Linked DNA regions of Zea mays: region 1 is linked to region 2. A link is a contact called in public Hi-C data. All regions are on one chromosome and are shown on one strand. The core of a region is the stretch at or near the end of the contact, and the rest is flanking DNA. Distances in the headings are between cores, read along the strand shown.

Region 1 (3,624 bases), core at 359-2,858, 310 kb before region 2:
GTTACACAGATTGTTAGGGGGTGTTTGGTTTAAGGAATCACTACATTTAAATTGAGCTAGTGCATCATAGGTTCATTCCTTAAATTCGGTGGGATGACTCTATTCCTCATATTAGTACTAACTAATTAAATATGACGAATGAGGTGGTGATGGTTCAACTTATTCCATTCCACAAACCAAACAAAAATAGTGAGGAGTGAGAAAACTCATTTCATTCCATAAACCAAACAAAAATAGTGAGAAGTGAGAAGATGATGGACTAGTTCATTCCTCAAACCAAATATCATATTAATATATAGAAGTTTTGTTTAACATTGCCCTTTTCTTACTCAAGCGCTCTATTTTAAATTTTTACTAGTCAGCCATGCATTGCTCAAACCAAATATCCTATTAATATATAGAAGTTTTGTTTAACATTGCCCTTTTCTTACTCAAGCGCTCTATTTTAAATTTTTACTAGTCAGCCATGCATTGCTGCAGTTTCTACTATATAAGTCGACTTTATTTTAATAAGACAAAAATGTGTGTTCTATTGGTTATTGGTTAGGTGGTTATTGGTTAGGTGAATATGAATGTGAAGCCAATAATCAAGATTTAAATCCTTATTAGCGGCTAGGTGATTGGCGTGGTAGGGCTAGCCCGCGCGACCAGTACTTGCTTTATTTTATTAATATTGACGAACATCGATCAATATGACATAATGTGGTTTCATTTCAAGTACACACGTAAAAGTGACTAAAATCATTAATTACTATGCACAAAGACTGTATTACCCCTACTTCAAGGCAAGAAGCAAAATGTAAGGAGAGAGAGGGTGAAGAAAGGGCAAATCCAGTAAAAGTGCTACTTTACTCACTGTTTTAGTGACTAAAGAACTAAATTTTAGAAGGCCTTTAGTCTCTCTATTTGTAGTTTAGTGACTAAGGCACTGTTTGTTTCAGATTATAATCTCTCCAGATTATATAATCCAGCACAAATAATCTAATAGTTAAACAAACACATAGATTATGAGTTCAGATTATATAATCTAAACTTCAGATTATCATAATCTTTTCAAGACTAGCTTATTTGAGATTATTTTGGCAAAAGACCCACTACCCATGGTAATGTAAATAGAAATCACAATATATGTCATCCTTCTTTTCTCACCTCAAATAAACAATAAGGGTATTGTTGTCTTTGTGAATAATCTACATTTGTATAATCTAAACTACCAAACAACTACGTATAGATTATAATATATCCAGATTATAATCTGGATTATATAATTTAGATTATAATCTAGATTATATAATCTATAAGCTGAAACAAATAGGTCCTAAGTGAGTTTAGTCACTAAACTTTTGTAGTTTGGAACAAAGAGGGGGAACTTCACCGTAATAGAACAAAAAATGCAAAATAATAACTATTTTTTTAAAAAAACTATCTAATGCTGCGGTGCAGTTTAGTAGTACAGTGGTTTTCTTTAAGATAAAAAGACCATTTCAAAACCAATGGGGCAAAACCTTCATTTTTCAAATAGATAGAAATCGAGATTCATTTTCAATATTTTATTTATGACGACGCAATTAAAAACGTCGAAGCGCATGGTACTTCCCGTGCGCCACGTTTCTAGCGTCCCCTTCTTCCTTCTTCCCCGAGCCGCGTCAAAGGAACCAAACCTGTGAGAGCTCCCCTCTCCCCTCCCCTCCCCTCCCACCCTTCCCTTCCTCTCTCCTCGTCGATTCCTCGCACTATCTCCTATTCTGCACCCCCAGCCGCCGGCACCGACGGCGATTCCACGGGGCGCCGCCCCCGAATCTGCGCCCTCCGCGCTTAGATCTCCCCCCTCCGCGCTTCCGGATGTCATGATCCGCCCCCATTTGCCCAAGGACCCGGCCTTCCCGCGCACCAATGGGTCCTTGGACGGCGGGGCCCGCGGCCTCGGCGAGATCGAGGAGGTGGGCGCTGCGGCCACCGTAGCCGTCGAACAGTCCCCCTCGCAGTCCTCGTCCCCGTCGGCGTCGTCGCCGGCGGCGGCGATGTCATCGTGCGGGCAGTACATGCTACACCGGGTGCGCAAGCTGGACACCCTAGCGGGCGTCGCCATCAAGTATGGTGTCGAGGTAATGCGACGGGAGTGATGTGCTGCTGTGTATTATGTAGGGTCTCTGGTTTTAATATTACGTTGGAGTATCAGATGGTATATACAACAACACCATTCTTTAACTTGGTAGCTGTTCTGCGTGGAACTCCTTTCTATTTTGTATTTTTGGTGAACTGATTTTGGAATGGTTGGTGTACTCGGATTGTGTAGGTAGCCGACATTAAGAGGCTGAACGGCCTCTCAACTGATCTCCAGATGTTTGCACACAAGACACTGCGGATTCCACTCCCAGGGAGGCACCCTCCGTCGTCTTACCAGCAGAATGGTTCATATGAGAGTGACGACAGGTAGCTAGACTGAAATTGTACTGTACATCAGCATGATGCTACATAACCATGCTACCAGTGTGTCTCATGTTGTGTGTTTCTGATCAAGCATTTTTTTTGTGTGAAGTGATAACCACTAGTTATTTAAGAGTCAATAGAAAGTTCAATCAGGATATGCATGTCAAGGTCAAGGTCAGGCTAGGACAATAGTGCAATTTTGCTGAATACATGCCTTCAACTATTGCGACGTCAAACTGAAGTCTGTAATGCAACTTGAAATAGCAACCGAAAAGGGAGCTTAGCCTTATAGTCTCATGCAAAATGTTTCTTACCATTTCAAGTTTGAACCGCATGGTTGTTGCAAAAAAAAAAAACTGTCTACAATCACGGGAACGTTCACCTATCACATCAATTATTGAGGTTGCTTTGAGATCTGTTATTGGAGAGAGAAGCTAAACTGAAAATAAGTTATGAAGTCCTCCCATATTTGCAAGCCCCAAAAGGTTTCGAATTATTGATGTGGTAGTAATACATTACTCTAGATGTATAAAATTTTAAAAACGGCTTGCCATGTTTGCTGCAATCTAAACATGCAGCTAGAGTAATTAGCTTTTGTCGTGTCCTGTTTCTGCGTTCAATGCAAGCAGCAATTGTTCTTCAGCTATTCCCTTGTATACATTTAATATTTTAGAAGTGTTTTTTCAGTCCCTGTAGAGTTATTTGAGTTGTTTTGGTATTCTGTACTATCCAGATGATTTGGCCTGTTTGCTACCTGCCAACCCCACACACTGAAGTTTGATTTGATTTGTTATGGAAAAATTGATTTTAACAAAATAAATATGCACAATAACCTTGTGTTGGAGCTGTCAGCAATCGTTACACCCTTTAACCGAAGGAATCTTAAGTCCTTGGATCTTTCTGTAGCCACAATTTTCTTTTAGTGACATGCCGCTAATCAATTGAGTGGGCATATAACTTGATATTTTGGGTCTGACAGTATGAACGAACGTTCATGTGGCATATCTGAGACGGTGTATCATATTTATATTGGCTATTTTAAGCTGTCTTCACGTGACTGCAGTATTAGCTATGGACATAAGTCACATGTGAAGAGCACTATAGGAGCTAACGGTTCATGTGAACCACTATGCAAATACATCTTATTTGGCTTCTGCTTATGTGCCTGTGGTAATCTTCAAGCATTGAAGCATT
Region 2 (3,434 bases), core at 444-2,943:
TATCAAGGGTCAGCCTTACTGCATGAGATCTCTGTTGATGGTTCTATAGGGCAGCCAACATTGTCTTCGACCATTGCCATCTCGAATGTCGTTTTCTCCTCCCACTCGACACTTTCCATCAATGGCACGTGTGGCACCAACAGAACGCACCTAGCATTAGACGATGACATGTAACCAATCTTAGACACAAAACAAGATAGAATTAGGGTTGATGTTACAAATCAAAGAGATCTAGGGTTAGGATTCATGTTACAAACCTACACATTCGAAGCTCGAAGCTAGAGATACGAAGATGAAGATGCTTGGCGGCTAGAGACTTGCCTCGATGGACAAGGAACAATGAGAAAGGTCGATGACAGACATCGAACAATATCGAGATGAAACAAGAGTAGGAAAGGTGAGAAGGACACGAGAAGATCTACAAGAGCTAATAATGAAGGTCACTGAAGATGGGATGACACAAGCGATGTGACGATCATATTATACAGAGAAGAGAGACGCAAGAGCGAGATGCAGAGAGACATGGGAGAGAGAGACGAGGTAGAATGTTATTAGGGTTTTGAGGAGGGAGGATCACGTGGCCTGGAGGAGCAGGAGCAGCTCATACGTGGGATATCCAACAACGAAGAGGTCATAAAAACGAGGAGAACAACGAGAGAGACGACAAAAATGTTAGACGACATCAAGAGAAGCAAGAGCAACGCCACAGCTAGAGGTGGGAGCAAATGAGGATTGATTATTATGATTTGTAGGAAGATAGTGTCTCATAAAGCGAGACATGAACGTCAGGATTTGCCGAAGTGAGAGCGGATAGGTGGGAGTATGGTCCTATTTGACACAACTTATTTCACAGCCTTTTCACAGATTTAAGCAGGAGTTGTACCAAACAGGATGTTTCTGCCGCAGCTTATCAGTTTAGTTGTTTACCAAAATGAACTAAAAACAAACAATAAGTCCTTTGGAACAAAAGATTATTTTATTAATCTTGTGTTTTTCCTGTGTTTTTGAACTAACTCATATGAAATTTCTATATCATTCCTATAAAATTCCTGGGTTCCAAAGGAGGCTTAAGTAGAATGTATTTTTTTCACCGGTTTCTCATATAAACTGCTTTTTCAACAAACGCTAGTGGTTCCAAGCTGAACATAACGGGATTGAGCCATGTCTGGAGTTTGTGGTCGGGCCGGACTCGCCCGCAGTGCTGGTAGAGTAGGGCAATTCGGACTAGGCTTACGCTATCTTCAGCGACTCCAAAACAACCGGAGTATTTTGCACCCACTAATTACAGTAAAGTTTAAAATATCTCAAAACATTATTTCATTATTTTTAAAGTTTAAAATAAAGAGTGACATAAAAACTAGGATAGAAAGACTGCTGGCCTCCTGTGGCAGAAGCAATTAGTAGTACAGTAGTACTAGTACTCACATCGGAAAGAGCAACAGGACGCTGCACGCAGAGCAGGACTCGAAAAGCCGGGGGAAGCCGGGAAGCGAGGCCCGATGAGAGGTGCTGAGCTGCGCACTACACCCTGCGCGAGCGGGCGCCGCGCCCGACAAGACCCGCGCGCGTTCCAACTTCCACTCGCCCCGTGGCCCGTGCCGGCCGTGCGCTCGGCCCATTGCCCTGCAGCAGGCCACAGGCCTCAGGCCGCGCGGTCAGGGTCGACTGGTCAAGTCGAGCTCGTGCCAAATCAAAACAATCAGTGCCAGTCACCGCCATCGGCGGTCCGCGTCAATCGAAATCGCTTCGATCCAAGTTCGTCCCACGCATCCGATTTTCCTCCTGCACCGCGCTTGGCGACTTGGCGTGGATTCGCGGTAGCTGCGCATTCGCGACGACGTCTCCAGGAACCACTGCTACCCAGTCACTCCCGTCTCTAGGTACCTGTTGTTGCCTGCCGCTGCCTCTGCCTCTGCGCCTCGCGCGCCGAGGGAGATGGCATCGGCGGGCCGCTGGGCGTGGATGGCGGAGGTGGCGGGCGAGGAGCTGGCGAAGCTGGAGGCGGCGCACCCGGGCCGCTTCGCCCCGCTCAAGGCCGAGCTCGAGCGCCTCGTGGCCGACCCCGGCTTGGACGAGGCAGCGTTCCCGCTCGTCTCACCGCGCGCCGGCGCCGGCGCCGTCATTGATCCCACTCCGGCCGCCTCGTCCCAGCCTGCTGCTGCTCCTTCGACCACGGTGCCCGTGTGCACTCAAGGTTCGTCCTGCACGTGCCTTCCGCTGTCCGCTCCATGCCATGTCATGCACCCTTCCTGTCTCGTTCCCTGCCACGGGGCCAGCGCATGCATGATCCAGCCATCACCATCAGCCGCTCACTCACTCACCTTGCGAGGAACTTGTGCAGAGTCGTCGACCCGGAAGAGAAAGCCGCGTGGCAGCATGCGGGAGCGGGAGGAGGGGAAGCGGAGACGGTGGGCGAGTACGCAGCCGCCGGGAGGGACAAAGGACACGGCAGACACGGCCATCGAGCGCGCCCAACGGTGCCTGGAGAGGATCCGCGCCTTCAAGCAGAGCTTGCTTGCCGCTTGGATTCACTGACGGGATGCGGGGGTGGAGAAAGAAACGAGAGCAGGAGGAAAGAAAAACTCTGGCGATGGAAAGGGAAACCAAAAAATAAAACAACTTTGATCGATCGAGAACCCAGAACCCCTTTTTTTTAGTATTGGAAAGTGAGAATCATAATGTTCTTGGACAAAAAGTTGGCTCTTCAAGATTACACAGACCTATGTAAGTACAGCTGCCCTTGTACACGGAATCACGGATTAAGCTGAACTGCGCAAACAGTAAAGCCAGTTATATGCCTCACTCACTCGAACAGTGTTCATATCAGTTGGGGATTGGTTTAAATAATTTCAGCCGATACCATCTAAATGTTCGGCAAAGAGCATCTTCCCGCTTTTAAAAAGTTCTACCGAAGGTGGATTTTGAAAATTTAGGTATCAGTTTACCAAGTTCCGACGGGGATTTTTTTCTTTCCATTTCCTATCTTTTTTTCTATAAAATAAGCTGATTTCTACGAAATTTTTATATGGTTCTTCTGAAATTTCTACATTTTAAAGGAGACCTAAAAGTGTTTTACCTTTGGTTTCTTTTGTACAATTTATCTTGTGGACTTGAAGTTGTTTTGAAAGAAAAAAAATTTTGATAAAAAAACTCTAGTTCTAATTTCGCAATAATTGTGCCAAGTTTCTGAGAAACCAAAGGAAACTATTTTTTTGCAACTTTAGGGTAGGCTGGTTTCAACCGCTCATGCGAACATTGTAGATTGTACTCTCTCTAGGTGTCAAATTTTTACTTGTGGATTGCTCAGGTGATCCTTCAGTCGTCCATGTGTTTGTGGTCCATGTGTTTCACATGGAAACAACTACGTTATGAGGTTGAGTTTTGTTGTCCATGTGTTTCACATGGAAACAACTACGTTATGATGTTGAGTTTTG

The links. Hi-C and Micro-C count contacts between places; a contact is called where the count stands out from the background.
Region 1: a contact with region 2 is called in a Hi-C map of leaf, with 5 times the contacts expected there. The contact joins the promoter of LOC100283704 here to the promoter of LOC100277976 in region 2. A contact is called at or near these places in 3 of 25 Hi-C or Micro-C datasets (ear, leaf and tassel).

Annotation. Positions count from the first base shown.
Region 1 is chr5:27,691,248-27,694,871 of Zm-B73-REFERENCE-NAM-5.0, reverse strand. It overlaps LOC100283704 (lysM domain containing protein), which reads left to right and starts at 1,608. Exons shown (of 3, transcript NM_001156603.2): 1 at 1,608-2,105; 2 at 2,297-2,433. The coding sequence starts at 1,848.
Region 2 is chr5:27,384,216-27,387,649 of Zm-B73-REFERENCE-NAM-5.0, reverse strand. LOC100277976 reads left to right here and starts at 1,693. Exons shown (of 2, transcript NM_001151405.3): 1 at 1,693-2,194; 2 at 2,342-2,827. The coding sequence starts at 1,936. The coding sequence ends at 2,535.